2 separate regions of the Mus musculus genome follow, and region 2 is linked to region 1. The links are chromatin contacts, called in public HiChIP or PLAC-seq maps. All regions are on one chromosome and are shown on one strand. Each heading gives the region's core, a stretch centred on a gene start, on an enhancer-like site or on the middle of the called end of the contact. The rest is flanking DNA. Distances are from core to core; before and after follow the strand shown. Region 1 has its middle 23 kb from the start of Gm46401. Region 2 has its middle 9.9 kb from the start of Gm40659.

What was found. HiChIP or PLAC-seq counts read pairs in DNA pulled down with a chosen protein or histone mark.
Region 2: a contact with region 1 is called in an HNF4G HiChIP or PLAC-seq map of pancreatic cancer cells. The contact joins two enhancer-like sites. A contact is called at or near these places in 1 of 15 datasets of contacts at CTCF or cohesin (the NIH/3T3 cell line) and 2 of 115 datasets of contacts at active chromatin or transcription factors (bone marrow-derived macrophages and pancreatic cancer cells).

The regions. Positions count from the first base shown.
Region 1 is chr13:5,891,586-5,894,251 of GRCm38.p6, forward strand. No RefSeq gene overlaps it. Among named protein-coding and RNA genes, the nearest start is that of Gm46401, 23 kb to the right of the region's middle. Within about 2 kb of position 1,331, at least 56 of the 459 cell types and tissues checked have an H3K27ac peak or open chromatin away from gene starts, as enhancers often do. A contact at or near this core is called in pancreatic cancer cells, where this site is marked.
Region 2 is chr13:5,247,571-5,250,236 of GRCm38.p6, forward strand. No RefSeq gene overlaps it. Among named protein-coding and RNA genes, the nearest start is that of Gm40659, 9.9 kb to the right of the region's middle. Within about 2 kb of position 1,326, at least 45 of the 459 cell types and tissues checked have an H3K27ac peak or open chromatin away from gene starts, as enhancers often do. A contact at or near this core is called in pancreatic cancer cells, where this site is marked.

The DNA of each region.
Region 1 (2,666 bases), core at 81-2,580:
ATATGCCCTGTCCCCAGTGGAAAGGGCCTCTCTCTCTAGGCCCTTCTAAGACATGGGGCTGTGAATCCTGGAAGAAGAACTTCAAAGTAGGGTCCTCCTTACGGAAATGGTGACGTCTGCAAATAGGCAGCAATTTCACAGAAGGCCATTCCTTTGTCTAGCTGATTTCTGGTTAATTTGAGTTTCCTTCTTATGTGTATGAGTGTGTCTCTGTATGTATCTCTGGGGCATGTAGTTGTATTGGTGTGTGTTTGTGTGTGAGTGTGTGTGTGTGCACATGTGCACAAATGTGTAAGCTGTCTGGCACTTGAGCATCATTCCTCAGACACCACGGAAAAAGTTGTCATACTGAACTAGAACTTCTCCAAGTAGAGTAGGCTGGCTGGCCAGGTAGCCCAGGCAGATCTCTCTATCTGCACTCTCCCACCATCTCTGTCTGCTTTATATGGATGCTAAGGATCAAACTTGGGGCCTTACATTAGTAAGGCAAGCCCTTCAGAGCCAGAGCTACCTAACTAGTCCCTAGTCTTTTCTCTTCAGTAAGGATTTCTCCTCTACTCCCACTGGGTCCCATTGTGTTGCATGATTTAACATTTATTCTAGATGTGCCTTCATCCAGCCTTTATCTGTTATTGTCCTGGTGGTATCCACTTGTGAGCTAGGAAGAAACATTTTTCCCTTTCATACCTTTTCCCTTCAAAGACAGTCCTGGCGGTTTAGGATTCCAGAAGCTTAAGAATCCTGACAATGGGAAGGAATACGGATCTTCAGGAGCCCAGATACTCTTCCAGACCCCTAAAGAGTTGCTGATAACAGTCTTAAATGAAAGCCAGGCTATAGCCAAATCAGCTAATCTCATCTCTGGCTGTCTGAAGACCAGGACCCCCCAGGATAATCCAGGCAAACAACAGAAAGGACTTTGGTAGCTAGACACCAGAGGATCTTCCGAACCTCTTTGAAGTTTGGGGCCTGATAAAGGAGCCAGGTCTCTAGGTTTGCTGTTTAATGTGGTCCTTGCAGCTTAGCTTGGAGACAGGTTCTTTCTTCCTGGATTAATAGTAACCTCAGCACATAGGGTTGGGATGCCACTGAAGACAAGAGAAATGAATATCTACTGGGATATTGAGGTGAATGAAGATAAGTGTGGATTGTGTATATGAAGGACCCTCACCTCGCTCATCATATGTAGGCTGTTTATTTGAACAGCCAGACAGCACTTGCCAGTACCTCTGGGCTGTCTCCTGGTGGCTGGGTATCTGTATGCATTCTGTGTTTCTGCACAGCTCAGCTGTGTGAGTCACAATGATCCCGTCTCAGACAGACAGTGATTAGGTCTGTGACTCAAATAGCACCATGCATTCCATTTTGTCTGCGCAGGATTGTACTACCTGATACCACAAGTAACAGCTCAACCTGCCGAGGCAATCACTTTGAGTTTTATAAAGTTCTTTGCATGAATCACAGCAGAGAATGACAAAAAAAAAAAAAAAAAAGGAAAGATTTTTTTTCAGTATTCAACTCAACTAGAACCGTCAAACAACTATTTCATTTCTAAGTAAGTTGTCTTAGACTCTCCTTGGGTACATTATAAAGTGAAGTTTGAAGGGTGATGTTGTAACATAAGTAAATAGGAACACGGCTGTGATTCAGCAGGAACCAGACTGTCTCTCAGAGTTCAAAGTCTGCTATCCTGCGCAGTGAGCCCTTCTCCTGGTGAGAATATGGAATGTATACCCACAACTTCCTCAGGTTAGGATTCTCTCAACGAATGCCAGTGTGGCTTGTTTTACCACCTGTGGAGGAGGCGCAAAAATATAAGAATTCTAAGAATTCCATTAAACTTTTATCCAACTCCAGAGACCCCATGCCAATACATTATTTTTTGTTGGGGGAGAATTGGTTTTCATTCATTGCCCATCAGGATTCAGATATGAAGCTCAAACCTTCACAAACCATAGTGAAGACCGAGGCAAGGCTGCCTCTGAGTAAGGCAGCACATGCGTTATTTTATACTCCTGGAGACACTGACATAGATGTAATTAATGCTCTATTAGCTAAGGAAACTGACGCTGAGGCTGCAGCTACATAGGGTCACATATCACTGGATTCTACTTGCAAACCCACAAGTTAAAGTTTATCATCAGGCACACTGTTTTTCCATTCTCATAAAAATAGATACAATTTTCAAGAAAACAATGCTTTGTATGAGCTGACTCCAGAGCAATGTCTAGAAATAACTTAAAGGCCTAGGATTATATGCATAGAAACATTTCTTATATATGTGATGTATTATTTTTACAATTTATATATGAGTTATGTTTATATATTAGACTTTTTTCTTGGCTTCTTTCTTTCTGTTACTTCTACCCCTCTCTTTCTCCATCTCTCCTACCATCCTTTCCTTTGCCTGCTCTCCCTTTCTCCTCCTTTTCCTTCTGGTTTTCTTTCCTTCCTTCTGTCTTCCTTTTTGACAGGATCTCATGTGTTTCAGCCAGTCCTTGAAATTTGCTATGTAAACTAGAATGACCTTAAAACTTCTCATCTTTTTTTCTCTACCTCTGCAAACAATGCTGAGATTAAAGGGAAGTGCCACCATGCCTTTTTGCCATTGTCCTCTTCCTCCTCTTCTCCCCCCTCCTCCTCTTCTTCTATTTCTTTTTCTTGTT
Region 2 (2,666 bases), core at 76-2,575, 640 kb before region 1:
CCCTACCAGCAGACCTGGGAGACTATCTCTCTCCTGAATTTCAGTGGTCAGAGCACTCTCTGCAGGCAAGCTCTCCTCTTTCAGGGAAGGTGCACAGATATCTGGCATTCGGACTTGCCTCCTAGCAGAAGATGAAGGCCCTAAACAGGGCCTGTCCCAGAAGCTTTTCGCTTCTGTAGTCCACACTCTAACCTTTGCAATCTAGTCTTGGTGGAATCCAGGAACCAAGATGTCTCCAGCAGATGCTTTGGCAACTCCCTCCTGGGCTGGGAAGACACCTCTCCTCTGGCAGGGAAGGTGCCCGTATGTCTGGAGCCCGAAACAGGGACTGTCTCAGAAGCTCTGTGGCTCTTGCCTGACCCCGAAGCTGTTAGCTTCTGTAGTCCACACTCTCACCTGTGCAGAGTAGTTTAGGTGGAATCCGGAAATGTCTGCATAGCTTTCTATTGTTATCAGCAAACAATATCTTTTGATCAAGCCCAAATTATACTTAACTTATACCAAGATGTTGAATGGAATATTTTCCCTGTGTATTAATAAAAAATGATTGTAGTTTTCAACTAAGCATTCTGTGCTCCAATCACGTACTAACTAGTCTGTTGGCCCATCGGTCCTTAATTAGAAATTGGATTTAAAAGCTCATTTAAACATGCAGAGGTAAGCACATATAAGCCAAGAACACATATACGTGCATTCATACATATACATGCATAACACCATACACTTATAAGCAAAAACATACATATGAAAACAAATACATATTTGCACACACACGCGCGCACACACACACACACACACACACACATTGTGGGGAGACCTCCTTCCAGGACAAATCTGTCCCATACACTTTCACACTTGAAGTGTCTGCTACTTCTATTTTTCCTGTTCTCCAATGATATGAAGTAAGTTGCAAACACAAGAACACACTCCAGTCCTATCTCCTAAGACATTTACATATTTGATGCTATAGACCTCTTGACACCAGCTAAGACTTTTTAATGCAATATGGAATGTGTTCCAGAGTAACATTGGCAAATGTTACTGAATATTTCCAGAGGTGCTGAGAATAACTAGGTACTCCCCAGAGGAGATAAATATGAGACTGTTAAGGGCTTTGGTTAATCCAACATCTTATCAAATGCTCTGTTGTAGCAACAGCCTCTCTTCTGTTTTCTCCTGCTGCTCACCTAGAAGATGACTCAATAGCAGACCAAGATATCAGTGGTAAAATGGCAACACTCCAAACAGCCTGTGTATAATGGCTCAGAGTGCTGCTCCAATTGCATCTTTCATCTCTAAGCTACAAATGAGTTAGTGGATTCCTAAAAATACTCCTTGGTATGTATGAGTCATCCACTTCCAATGAGAGCTGGGGAAGGTTTTCCATAGAAGTAGAAAGTGTCAGCCCACAGTGGGGTTCCTACTCCTCTTCTAAGTCTCGTAACTGACCTCAGCAGCATACTATGTTATATTTTCTATAATTCCTGGCTCCCAACATGGATAACTCAATTTATTCGTTGAAATAGGAACCTCTGTAGCAGTTTTAACTATGCCTCCCATCCCAGTTTCTGAAACAGAATGGACCAGTGCCAAGAGAGAGATGCTTAGGAGTATGAGGAGTACATATCACTTGGTGTGTGCTTACTTCCAAGTGCAAGAGGAAAAGGAAACTCAACACCTTGAATAAACAGTAGCCCTGTGCTTTGAACTAGAAAAAAAGGACCGTTCTTAAAGTCTCCCTTTTCTAGCTAAGAGTGAAGCATCAGGTTAGCCTTGGGAAAGAGCAGAGAAAGAGACCAAGAACAGAGAAGGAGACTAGTGGGGGAACATTCAAGCTATCCTACATCCTTTCTTATCTTCTAAGGTGTTTAAATACTCAAGTGGGAAAATATACCCTGTTCCCCTTGCTGCTGAGCTCTGAGCCATCTGGATTTGTTTAGCTGACACTTGATAAGTCTTAAACGTCTACTATCTTCAAGATTAGGCACACTTCATTAGTGTGGACAATGGAACACGAGAGACATCAAAGCCACTTTTTCCCAAGTCTTATTCTCTTTAGAGACAGGATCTTCCAGTGAACATAGAGCCAGGCTCTCAGCAAGCTAGCTCCAGCAATTCTCCTATGTCTACACTTCAAGCACTGAGGTTTCAGGCATGTATAGACACTGGCAGACTTATACATGGGTGCTGCAGACTTCAACTCAGGTCCTCACACTCGCAAAACAAAGACACATGCCCACTGAGCCCTCTACTGATCTCTCAAAACCATATTGTAACAGTGGGACTTTAGGCATGCACATTCATGGAGGTCTGACTTGGGTGAGACATGTCTTTCCTAACACTCCTGAAATTATACAGTTTAGAAGATCATCAGCTGTGATGGTTTATATATTCTTGGGCCAGGGAGTGGCACCATTTGGAGGTGTGGCTTTGTTGGAATAGGTGTGACCTGGTTGGAATAGGTGTGTCACTGTGGGTGTGGGCTTAAGATCCTCACCCTAGTTGCCTGGGAGTCAGTCTTCCACTAGCAGCCTTTGGATGAAGACCTAGAACTCTCAGCTCTGCCTGTGCCATGCCTACCTGGATACTGCCATGCTCCCACCTTGATGATAATGGACTGAACCTCTGAACCTGTAAGCCAGCCCCAAGTAAATATTGTTTTTTAT